Regions from separate parts of the Mus musculus genome. Here all the other regions are linked to region 2. A link is a contact called in public HiChIP or PLAC-seq and promoter capture Hi-C data. All regions are on one chromosome and are shown on one strand. The core of a region is the stretch at or near the end of the contact, and the rest is flanking DNA. Distances in the headings are between cores, read along the strand shown. Region 1 holds the start of Ebf3 (early B cell factor 3). Region 2 holds the start of C030029H02Rik (RIKEN cDNA C030029H02 gene). Region 3 holds the start of Glrx3 (glutaredoxin 3).

Evidence for each region. Promoter capture Hi-C pulls out the DNA fragments that hold promoters and counts their contacts. HiChIP or PLAC-seq counts read pairs in DNA pulled down with a chosen protein or histone mark.
Region 1: a contact with region 2 is called in an H3K4me3 HiChIP or PLAC-seq map of forebrain, with 6 times the contacts expected there. The contact joins the promoter of Ebf3 here to the promoter of C030029H02Rik in region 2. A contact is called at or near these places in 3 of 39 promoter capture datasets (embryonic stem cells, hippocampal neurons and liver), 2 of 484 Hi-C or Micro-C datasets (embryonic retina and olfactory sensory neurons), 9 of 115 datasets of contacts at active chromatin or transcription factors (differentiating embryonic stem cells, embryonic forebrain, embryonic hindbrain and 5 more) and 1 of 9 other capture datasets (embryonic stem cells).
Region 3: a promoter capture Hi-C map of hippocampal neurons shows a contact between it and region 2, with 3 times the contacts expected there. The contact joins the promoter of Glrx3 here to the promoter of C030029H02Rik in region 2. A contact is called at or near these places in 1 of 39 promoter capture datasets (hippocampal neurons) and 1 of 115 datasets of contacts at active chromatin or transcription factors (embryonic forebrain).

The regions. Positions count from the first base shown.
Region 1 is chr7:137,312,848-137,316,041 of GRCm38.p6, reverse strand. It overlaps Ebf3 (early B cell factor 3), which reads left to right and starts at 1,597. Exons shown (of 16, transcript NM_001113414.1): 1 at 1,597-2,262; 2 at 2,368-2,524; 3 at 2,886-2,949. The coding sequence starts at 2,129.
Region 2 is chr7:136,266,750-136,269,872 of GRCm38.p6, reverse strand. C030029H02Rik (RIKEN cDNA C030029H02 gene) reads right to left here and starts at 1,549. Exons shown (of 4, transcript NR_102277.1): 1 at 1,397-1,549.
Region 3 is chr7:137,436,211-137,439,353 of GRCm38.p6, reverse strand. It overlaps Glrx3 (glutaredoxin 3), which reads right to left and starts at 1,781. Exons shown (of 11, transcript NM_023140.5): 1 at 1,583-1,781. The coding sequence starts at 1,680.

The DNA of each region.
Region 1 (3,194 bases), core at 348-2,847, 1.0 Mb before region 2:
TTACCCTCAAATAGTCATAAAATATGATTTTATTATACTTACGTATTTAATTAGACGGCCGGCCCCGTAATGGATTTTGAGATGGGACTGGCGCAACAGCTTTGATAATTCACTTATCTTTGGCAATAGTCATTAACCCCCAACACCAGCAAAATAGATTGCTTTCCAGCACATCTTTTCTCTCACCCCTTCCAAGTAGCGTGTGGGGGGTCCCCAGATAACGTAAATCGGACTTCGATTTTCCCGATTAATTAAAATATTAACGCACACACACCACCAATTCACAAAAAAAGGAAGAGCTACCCCAGGCCCGGCGGGAAGAGGCTGCCCTGCGACACTTGCGCCCAGAAACCTTTTCTTTTTCTTCTTCTTTTAAAACCAGAAGGGCCTTATTTCTCGTGGCAGGAAAGAGCCTGGGACATCTCCAGGTCGTCCCTTGGGCCTCTGTCGCGCGTCGCACAGATCTCCTTTGGGTGGGCCGAGCGCCTGGGAACCGAATCCGGGCCTCCCGAGCTGGGCCTCCGAGCCCACGCGCTGCCGGCTCCCAGCTGCCCTCCCGGTTCCTCGAAACCAGGTCGGGAAGCCGCAGGGCGCGCGCTCACCCAGGCTGGGAGGCGCAGAGGGCAGGGTCCCTGGCGCCCGCAGTGTCTGCTCTGCTTTTCAGGCGGTTGGAGGTGGGGAGATCTGGCCACCGCACGGACCATGTAACAGGCTGGACACCAGCTCCGGGTCGCCGGAGAGGCTGAGCGCTCTTTCCGTCGGCCCAGAGAGGGCCCAGCCTTCTTTGTCACTGCCGCACCCAAGAACAGGCCAGGGACCCGAAACTCCTGTGGCCACCGGAGGGAGAGGGGGCATCTGGAGGAACCTGTCTCCGACGTGGACCCCGGCCCTGTATTCAGCAGGCTTTGCCGGGGTAGAAAGCATGGGACACCCAGCGGGGCTCAGATGTGGGCACACTGGCCCTTCAGCAGCCTTAGGTCTGCCTAGAAATCAGACTGAGCTGCGCCTCTTGCCCTGGTGGCGGCAGGGAGTGTGGATCCCTAGAAGGGGCATTAGGTACCCTCTTCTCCCAGCCCCTTGTTGTCCCTCCCTCTCCTGGAATCTCCTCCCGCGCGCCTTTCCAGCCTCTTCCTGCTGTTCTCTTTGGGACACCCCAGAGCCAGTGCTGCCCTGGTATTTATTGCATGCGTGTGGGCGACTTGGGGCGCTCCTCCTCCGACCCACGGTGTTTTGACTGTGTGGCAGGTCTTGTGGGCAGGTATAACGGGCCAAGCAGCACTTATGCACTGGCTGCGCTCGCTTCTTTGCGAGATTTATTTGAGCGGGTGGTAACTTCCTCGGCCGCGGCTGGGCTTGTGGAGCCGTGGCGCGTGGCCGGGGGCGGTGGTGGCGCTCGGTGGCGCTCGGAGGCGGCGGGGCTCGCTGGGCTCGCGGGGCTCGGGCCGGCTCGCGGCGCCGTCAGGCAGTCAGTCGGCGAGCGCGGCGGCGGCGGCGGCGAGGGGCGCGGCGAGGGGCGGCCGCTCCCATATATGGCGCAGGCGCCGCCCCCCGACGTCACCCTCTGACAGCGCCGCTCCCGGGGGCTTCGAGTTTTGGCTCCCGGGAAAGGGTCCATTCCTCGGGGAGAGAGGGCTGAGTTTTGTGCGCCTCCGTCCGCTGCGCGCGCCGCTCCAGGCCCCGCCGCGCCCCGCCTGCGCCCGGGACTGCGCCGCGGCACTCACTGCCCCGTTTATTTGTCTTTGGAGCAGGCGGGCCGCGCCAGAAGCGGGCGATCCCGCAGTGTCCTGCAGCCGCGGACGCCGCCTGGCTAGGATGACACCACGTTGAGCGCGCCTGCAAACAACAACAACAACAAGCGCCGCCGCGGCCACCGCGTCCACCGCGCCCTGCTCCTCCGAAGCGTCGCGTCGCCACCGGTGCAGCCCGCCCGCGTCCCCGGCCGTCCGCAGCGCCCGGCCGCCGGTGTATGCGGCGCCTGCCCGGGACGGGCTGAAGCCGGCGGCGGGCCGCACCGCAGGCGCCGAGCAGGGCCAGGGCGGCCAGGGCAGCCTCCTGCCGCCGAGCCCCGAGCGCCGCCGACCGCGGACGCGCTTTCGGCCGGGAGTCGCGGCCGCCGCCAGCAGTGTTCATGTTTGGGATTCAGGAGAATATTCCGCGCGGGGGGACGACCATGAAGGAGGAGCCGCTGGGCAGCGGCATGAACCCGGTGCGCTCGTGGATGCACACGGCAGGCGTGGTGGACGCCAACACGGCCGCCCAGAGGTACGTACCGGCCGCCCCCGCGCGCCTTGGCCCCGGCCCGGCCCGGCCCCCTCCTCCGGCCAGCGCCGCGCTGCTCACCGGGCCGCTGTCCCTTTCCTCCTGCAGCGGCGTGGGGCTGGCGCGGGCGCACTTCGAGAAGCAGCCTCCTTCCAACCTCCGGAAATCCAATTTCTTCCACTTCGTGCTGGCGCTCTACGACAGGCAGGGGCAGCCGGTGGAGATCGAAAGGACCGCTTTTGTGGACTTTGTGGAGAAAGAGAAAGTAAGTGTACACCGGCGATCGCACCCTCCCTCTCCAGGAGTAGGGGGCAGTTGGTGCCCGCGCATGGGGTCCGAGTGCCCCCCTCGGTGGCGGGAGCGCTCCGCCGGGCGACCCCGCCGCCACGTGCGGTCGCACAGGCCCCGCCAAGGGCCGAACAACTTCTCTGTGCCCTCGGACTCACTGGGGGCGAGGGGGAACGCTGGGCTTGCGGCAGGAAAAGTGACATCACCGCGTAGCTGCGAGCCAGGAATCCTGCCTGCAGCGTGTGAGGCCGAGGGGCCTCGGTCCTGGAGGGGGACCGAGCGCGGTGACCGCGCCAGACGCGGCCACGCTAAATGCAATTATTTATCGTTGCTTTCAGGAGCCGAACAACGAGAAAACCAACAACGGCATTCACTACAAGCTGCAGCTACTGTACAGCAATGGTGAGTACCACTGCTTGCTGACTGCCCTTTCGCCCTGAGCGCTGGCTCTCCCTTCCCTCGATGGTTTCAGGACATAAAGATTTTGAGATTAAAATGACATGGGTGTAAACACGAAATCTTCTCATGGCATAGAAGGAAAACAAAACATAAACGATCGATAAGTCGATGGCACTTCACATGATTAACCGGTGGGGCTTGAAGTAGAAAGTAAAAGGAGGATCGATAAGGGCGCCTGCAGAACAGCA
Region 2 (3,123 bases), core at 300-2,799:
TTCCTGTGTACATATTGAACTTTAGTCCCTTCTTCAGGGGTTTCCCCCCCTGCCCATACATATATCTTAAAATCCAGGAGTATTCTTTCATTGATTAGTGAAGATCGTGGGCACCCATGGATTGCAACCTACCACCTGTCTCTCCATCCCTCGCCTCCCCCTCAGCATGGCATCCTCTGATCACACAGGACTAACCCCTGGAGTTTTTCGATCCTGAAGGCAAGAGGGTTGTGGTGCTATGAGATGTGGGTGGCTACATGGAGCAGTCTGGTGAGACAGACAGGTGATGAGGCTGGGAACATAGGTACTGGCAAGTTCTAGTCATGTAAGGAGCCTCTCATCTCCTTAAAAAGAAATGCCCAAGGGCCCCAGACTCTTGTCACTAGTACCCAGTGTGTCTCGGATGTTTCACAGGCTGGACAGTTTCTCTGCCTGCCTTTTCCTTTCCTTTTCACTGTTGAAATTAGATCTTTCTGACAACACTTCTGCTTTTGGATGGTGACCCCTTCCAACTTGTTCTCACTCATTGTCCTTTCTCCCATGTAACCAGAAGAAACTAAACAGAGTCTATGTACAGCCAAAAAGTCTTTCCCTGTCTTTCTCTCTGTCTTTCTCTCCTTCCCTCCCTCTTCCCCTTTCCTCCCCCTCCCTCCTTCCCTCTCTCTACTCTCTCCCTCCTTCTCCCTCCCTCCACTCCTATCTTTGTCTCTCTCTATCTCCTCTTTCTCCTTCCCTTCCTTCCTCCTCCCTCCCTTCCCTTTCTTTCCACTCTCTGTCTCTCTCCTCTTCCTCCCTCTTCCTCTTCCTCCTTTCCCTCCTCCTTTTTCTTCCTCTCTCTTTCTCTCTCTCTCTCTCTGCCATGTGACCATACATGGGCACACATCTGAGCACTCAGTTCTCCATATGAGGCAGCTACATTCCTTACCTTTAATGCTCCACTTGATACACTCCAGAACCACCTGTGAAGAAGGTAGCTCAGTTGAAGAATTGCCCAGATCAGATTGGCCTGTGAGCTACTATTTTGATTACTGATTGATGTGGGAAGGCCCAGCCCACTCTGGGCTGTACCATCTCTAGGCAAGAGGTGCTGGGTTGTATAAGAAAGCTAGCTGACATAAGCCAGAGAGTGAGCCAACAAATAAGGTTCCGCCATAGTTCTTGCTTGAGTTCCTTCCCTGACTTCCTTCGAGGTGGACCATAATCTGGACATAGAAACCAAATAACCCTTTCCTCCACAAGTCACTTTTGGCCTGAGTATTTTATCACAACAACAAACAACCGACAAGCCCACTGGCTGAAGTGCTACTGAAAAACACAGCTCCTGGGGGAAGGAAGCAGGCTTTGGAGCATCCTCTTCCAGGGCCCAGCCAGCGCCATGCCACGTGTCATGCCTCACCTCTGTGCCGGTCACTTGCTGTCCCCTGGAGAGATAGACAACCACACCAGGCAAAGAAAGCTTTGCTGGAAGGCCTGGCCTGCCTCCTTCAGAGATCCACCTTCAGGGAGAGGCACCCCTTCCAATGGCAAGAAATCCAGGCAGTGAGGATCTGCATAAAGAACCCCCCTGCCTGTTCAGATGGCAGATGTGGCCCTTGCTCTGCTGGGCACAGCTGAGGGTGCTTTGCAATGGAAATGGGTCCCAGACAAAGCTGGAGGGAATAAATGAGCTGACGTCATAGCTGAAGATACCCTGTGGCAACATGGACATATTTCCAAACACTTCCTGAAAGGTGACCTCTTCAGCATGTAATGAGATTAATTTTTCTCATTATTTGGTTTTTTTTTTCTTCTTCTTCTTCAAGAAACTGGTAACATGGTAAGAGTCCAGCCATTACACATTCCGCCGGTATTCATGGAAATAGCAGCAATCATAATGAATTCATTTGGTATTCATGCGGCTGTCATATGCACTTGCATAAAGATACTTTTGTAATGCAGCCTTCCTTTGGCTGGATGCCTTTGTATGACTCCAGCTATTTCATCTCATCTGATTTCGCAGCCTCCAGGAGGGAGTTTCTCTCAGTATCTGGGGCTTTGTTTCCACTCTGCTAAGGTGCTTAGCAAACATCTCACGCCTCACAGCTTCACCCCTACCTGAATCATGCAAGGCCCATGGCCTCCTGTTCCCCCTCTCCTTAGTTCAGCACCCCAGTTGGCTCATTGAGCATTGCACAGTCCCGAAGTATTGTCTGAATTATTGCATTGTTAGAGACATACCAGGGATGTTCGCAACTGGGCATGCTCAAGCCATTTTGGACGAGAAGCACAAGTTTCGTGCTTGTTCTTTGCCCTGCATGTGATTTTAACAGCTCATTTTTTGACAAGGCCCTACCACTCAGGTGCCTAGTTTCCATTTCAATGCCCACCAGAATTTACTTAATGAGGAAGATAACCAGCAATTACTGAATTTACTTAGAAATTCAACTTTTTTTCTCCCTCTGTTTTTTTTTTTTTTTTTTTTTTTTTTTTTTTTTTTTGAGACCAGGTCTTACTATGAAGCCATGACTGGCCTGAAACTGATTATGTAGATCAGACTGGCATGGAACTTGCAAAGATCTGCCTGCCTCTGCTCCCATGCTGGGATTAAAGATATATGCCAACAGGCCCTGCTAGAAATTTAAAACAAAAACTGTCTATGTTGTGTATTGTGAGTGACACAAAGCCCCACGACACCTCTGGCTTTCTGATGTGTGGCTTTTCCGCTTTTACTGATATAATTAAATGACGGGAAAATAGTGTTTTACAGGTGGCCTGGAGTCGGGTGCAGAAAAGTTTGAGGGTAATCGACATAGACCCACAGCATCTGACAGAAAAAAAACGATCATTTGAATTGATTCTTTGTCTCACTCAACCTTCCAAAGAAATGGTGATTGCCTCTCACTTCATGGATGGGAAATGTTAGGCTTAGACAAGCTAAGTACCAAGGCTGAAGATGCAGCTCAAATGGTCTAGTGCTTGCCTGGTGTGCTCGGGCCAGGCTTCCACTTCCAGTACCACAGAAATGGGGCATGGTGGCTCATGGCTGTGATCTCAGCACTTGGGAGGGGAGAGGCAGAAGGAATATAAGTTTAAGGTCATTCTCAGCTACAAGCCAGCAGAAGATACTTGAGTCTCTGTTGAAAG
Region 3 (3,143 bases), core at 532-3,031, 1.2 Mb before region 2:
GACACTCCAGAAGAGGGCATCAGGTCTCATTATGGGTGGTTGTGAGCCACCATGTGGTTGCTGGGATTTGAACTTCGGACCTTTGGAAGAGCAGTCGGGTGCTCTTACCCACTGAGCCATCTCGCCAGCCCGTATTTAGTATTCTTGATGGCTTCCTATCCTTCCCCAGGTGTCACTCCCCAGGTGTCACACAGCATTTCCCATGACCCATTCTGAACAGTCACTGCAGACGGGAACACTGTCTCCCGAGTCATCTCAGGCAGACACCAGTGACAAGAATACATGCAGATGGGTTTGCGGTTTGTTGCTGTTCTTGTCTTGCCCCCCACCCCCCTTGAGAGGAAAGAAATGTTTGTTTCCTGATTTTTTACAATAGGGTCTCCTTATATACCTCTGGCTAGCCTGAAACTCACTATGAAGATCAAACTGACCTTGAACTTGCAGAATAAATGGCATGCTAACTTTTACCCACTAAGGCCTGTTTAACACATGAAACATAAAGACAAACTAAGCATGTGAAACACACACACATAAAAGAATCTTCTCAGACGATTTAAGTTCAAGCTTTTCAGGACATGTCCACACAAGCCCTCATCACTTCAGGAGGCCATCTCTGACGTCCTCCGAAACGCCTGGTAAACGACCTGGCTGGATCCATCAGAAGTCAGCTTCTACTTAATGTTACTCTCATTCTCCCTTTTTCTTTTCTTTGGGGGGAAAAAAATTTAAAATCAAGTAAACCTGAAATGCGAAAGGGTTGGAAAGGACTGGTTTTGTTGTTGATGAAGATGAGTTGTTGTTTTCGGTGCTAGAAGTTGAACTCAGGGTTTCTTGTGTATTAAGCACTAGCTACACTGCCAGCCTCTGAATGAGCTATTGTAATTCTCCTCCATACTGTATGGAGTAGCAGATGTCAGCCAGTCAATCTGCCACCTGCCCACTCTGCTCAGTGAGGATACCAAGGCCCCCACATTAGTGGAGAGAGCTTCCGGTACGCCAACCACAAAACAGAGCTTTAACAGAACCGGTCCATTCACCCGGGAGGAAGCCGAAGGGGAGGTTAGGAAACTTGCCCCAGGATTACAAGCACATAAGGGGCTAAGGAGAGGTTGGGGATCCCCGGCAGTGGGCCCTGAAACCCCTCCCTCACCACTCTGCATGCAGATCAAGGCAGGGCAGCATCCTAGAGCGCCGAGGTCCTGGTTTCCCACGCATCCCCAGGGCTGGCCTCAGGAAGGCTTGGCCAAAGGCGAGGCGCGCGCACCCGGCCGCCGCAGACCCTCCCTTAGCCGGCTGGTGGTTCAGGAAAGCCCGGGACCCTAGCTGGGCCTGCAGGCTGGTCGCCAGCCAAGGCTTCCTTCAGGAGGCGCCACATGCGGGTCTCCGGAGGGCAGGTCCATTGTGCACGCGGGCCGCCGCGGGCCGCTTCCCTAGGAGGGGCTACCGCCGCGGCCCAAGTAGGGCCGCCGTTGGACCACGAGCTCAGCTCCGGACGTGCCGCGTTGGGAAGCCGCCCCCAAGTCCCGTGACCCCCCGGCCCGCCGCCCTCTGGTCCCCGGGCCCTCTCGCCGCCCCCGCGTACTTGGTTTTGAGGCGCAGTAGCTCTTCAAACTGCTGGGCAGAGCCGACTTCCACCACTGCCACGGCTGCCTCGCCTGCCTCGGCCGCCCCCGCCGCCATGCTGTCTCCGCCAGACACCAGCAGTCGAGCGCCGGAGGCTCGATAGGGCCGGACGGACACGCGAGGAGGCTGCGCACGGGGAAGCCACGCCCGCTGAGATCGGGGGCCCACCCCTGACACACTATGCCACGCCCTCCGGCACTGAAGGTCACGCCCTCGGACTGGGAGAACTGGGAGGCTCTGGGTTGGGCTAGCGGAGCCTCCTTGCTTTGTATTGGTGTGCTAACTAGCTAGATGCCTTGGCCCCTGGCTGTTGTAGCTCTGGAGCTCAGAAACCTGTAATAGGAAGGGATGTAAGTATGTGTGTATTGTAAATTAGAGTGAAGTCAGAATAGAACATTGGCAAGCTGAAATCTCACATGAAGCTGCATAAAGATGAACTAGGAAGTCTTAAGACTAAAAAAACAATAGTGTCTGAGCACAACCCTGATAGTCCTTGTACCTCAGTCCTGGAGGAAACTCGAACTCTTCTAGAGGTGCCCTCAGAACCCCATAATCAACCTTCAGTACAACTCTGTGACACCTGTTAGCCGTTGCAGCCTTGACACAAGACCTAAATGGCTCGCCCCATTGCCTCTAAGAACCGTTAGGCTCCTTTTTAGAGTTCCTGCACCTTCCCACCCAGGCCCAGCCTCCATGACCCTCTTACTAGAAGCTTCCCTGTACGGGCAGTGACTCGCCAGTGGTATCTTCTCCACACTCTTTCCCATGCTAAGGCAGGAAGTTCCTTAAGTTTGAGTCCAGCCTGGGCTCTACAGTGAGTTCCAGGCCAGCCTGAGTAACAGTAACAGATTACAGATTGAAATATTTTCGATCGATTGGGAATTAAATATGTCCTTTTACCTCTGCTCACTGAGCCATTTTAAAGAACACAGGAGAGTTGCTTGCGGTGGCCACTCCTGTATCCTATTGGCAGCCCTGCTCCTATGATTACAAAAGCCCTGGAAGCTGTGTCACACACATCTTGAGAAACACCCCTACTAAAAATGTGGATCACAGTGCTCCAAATGCAACAGGACAAATTGTTCTGCTTCTTGGCTGGGGGGGGGGGGGGCAGAACCCCAAACTTAGGACTGTAAGAAAATAAACATACGCCAATACCAATAAAGCCATAGAAACCTCAGAAAGACATCAGGGTCACACGCGGACATTAACATCCTGATTATAGTATTGTATTACAGGTTTGCAAGGTGCGATGGGTTGTATATGCTCAGCCCAGGGAGTGGCACTATTAGAAGGTGTGGCCCTATTGGAGTAGGTGTGTCACTGTGGGTGTGTGCTTTAAGGCCCTCATCCTAGCTCCCTGGAAGCCAGTCTCCTCCTGGCTGCCTTTGGAACAAGTGGTGGAACTCTCAGCTCCTCCAGCCCCACATCTGCCTGGATGCTGCTATGCTCCCACCTTGGTGATAATGGACTGAACCTCTGAACCTGTAAGCCAGCCCCAATTAAATGTTGTCCTTTAT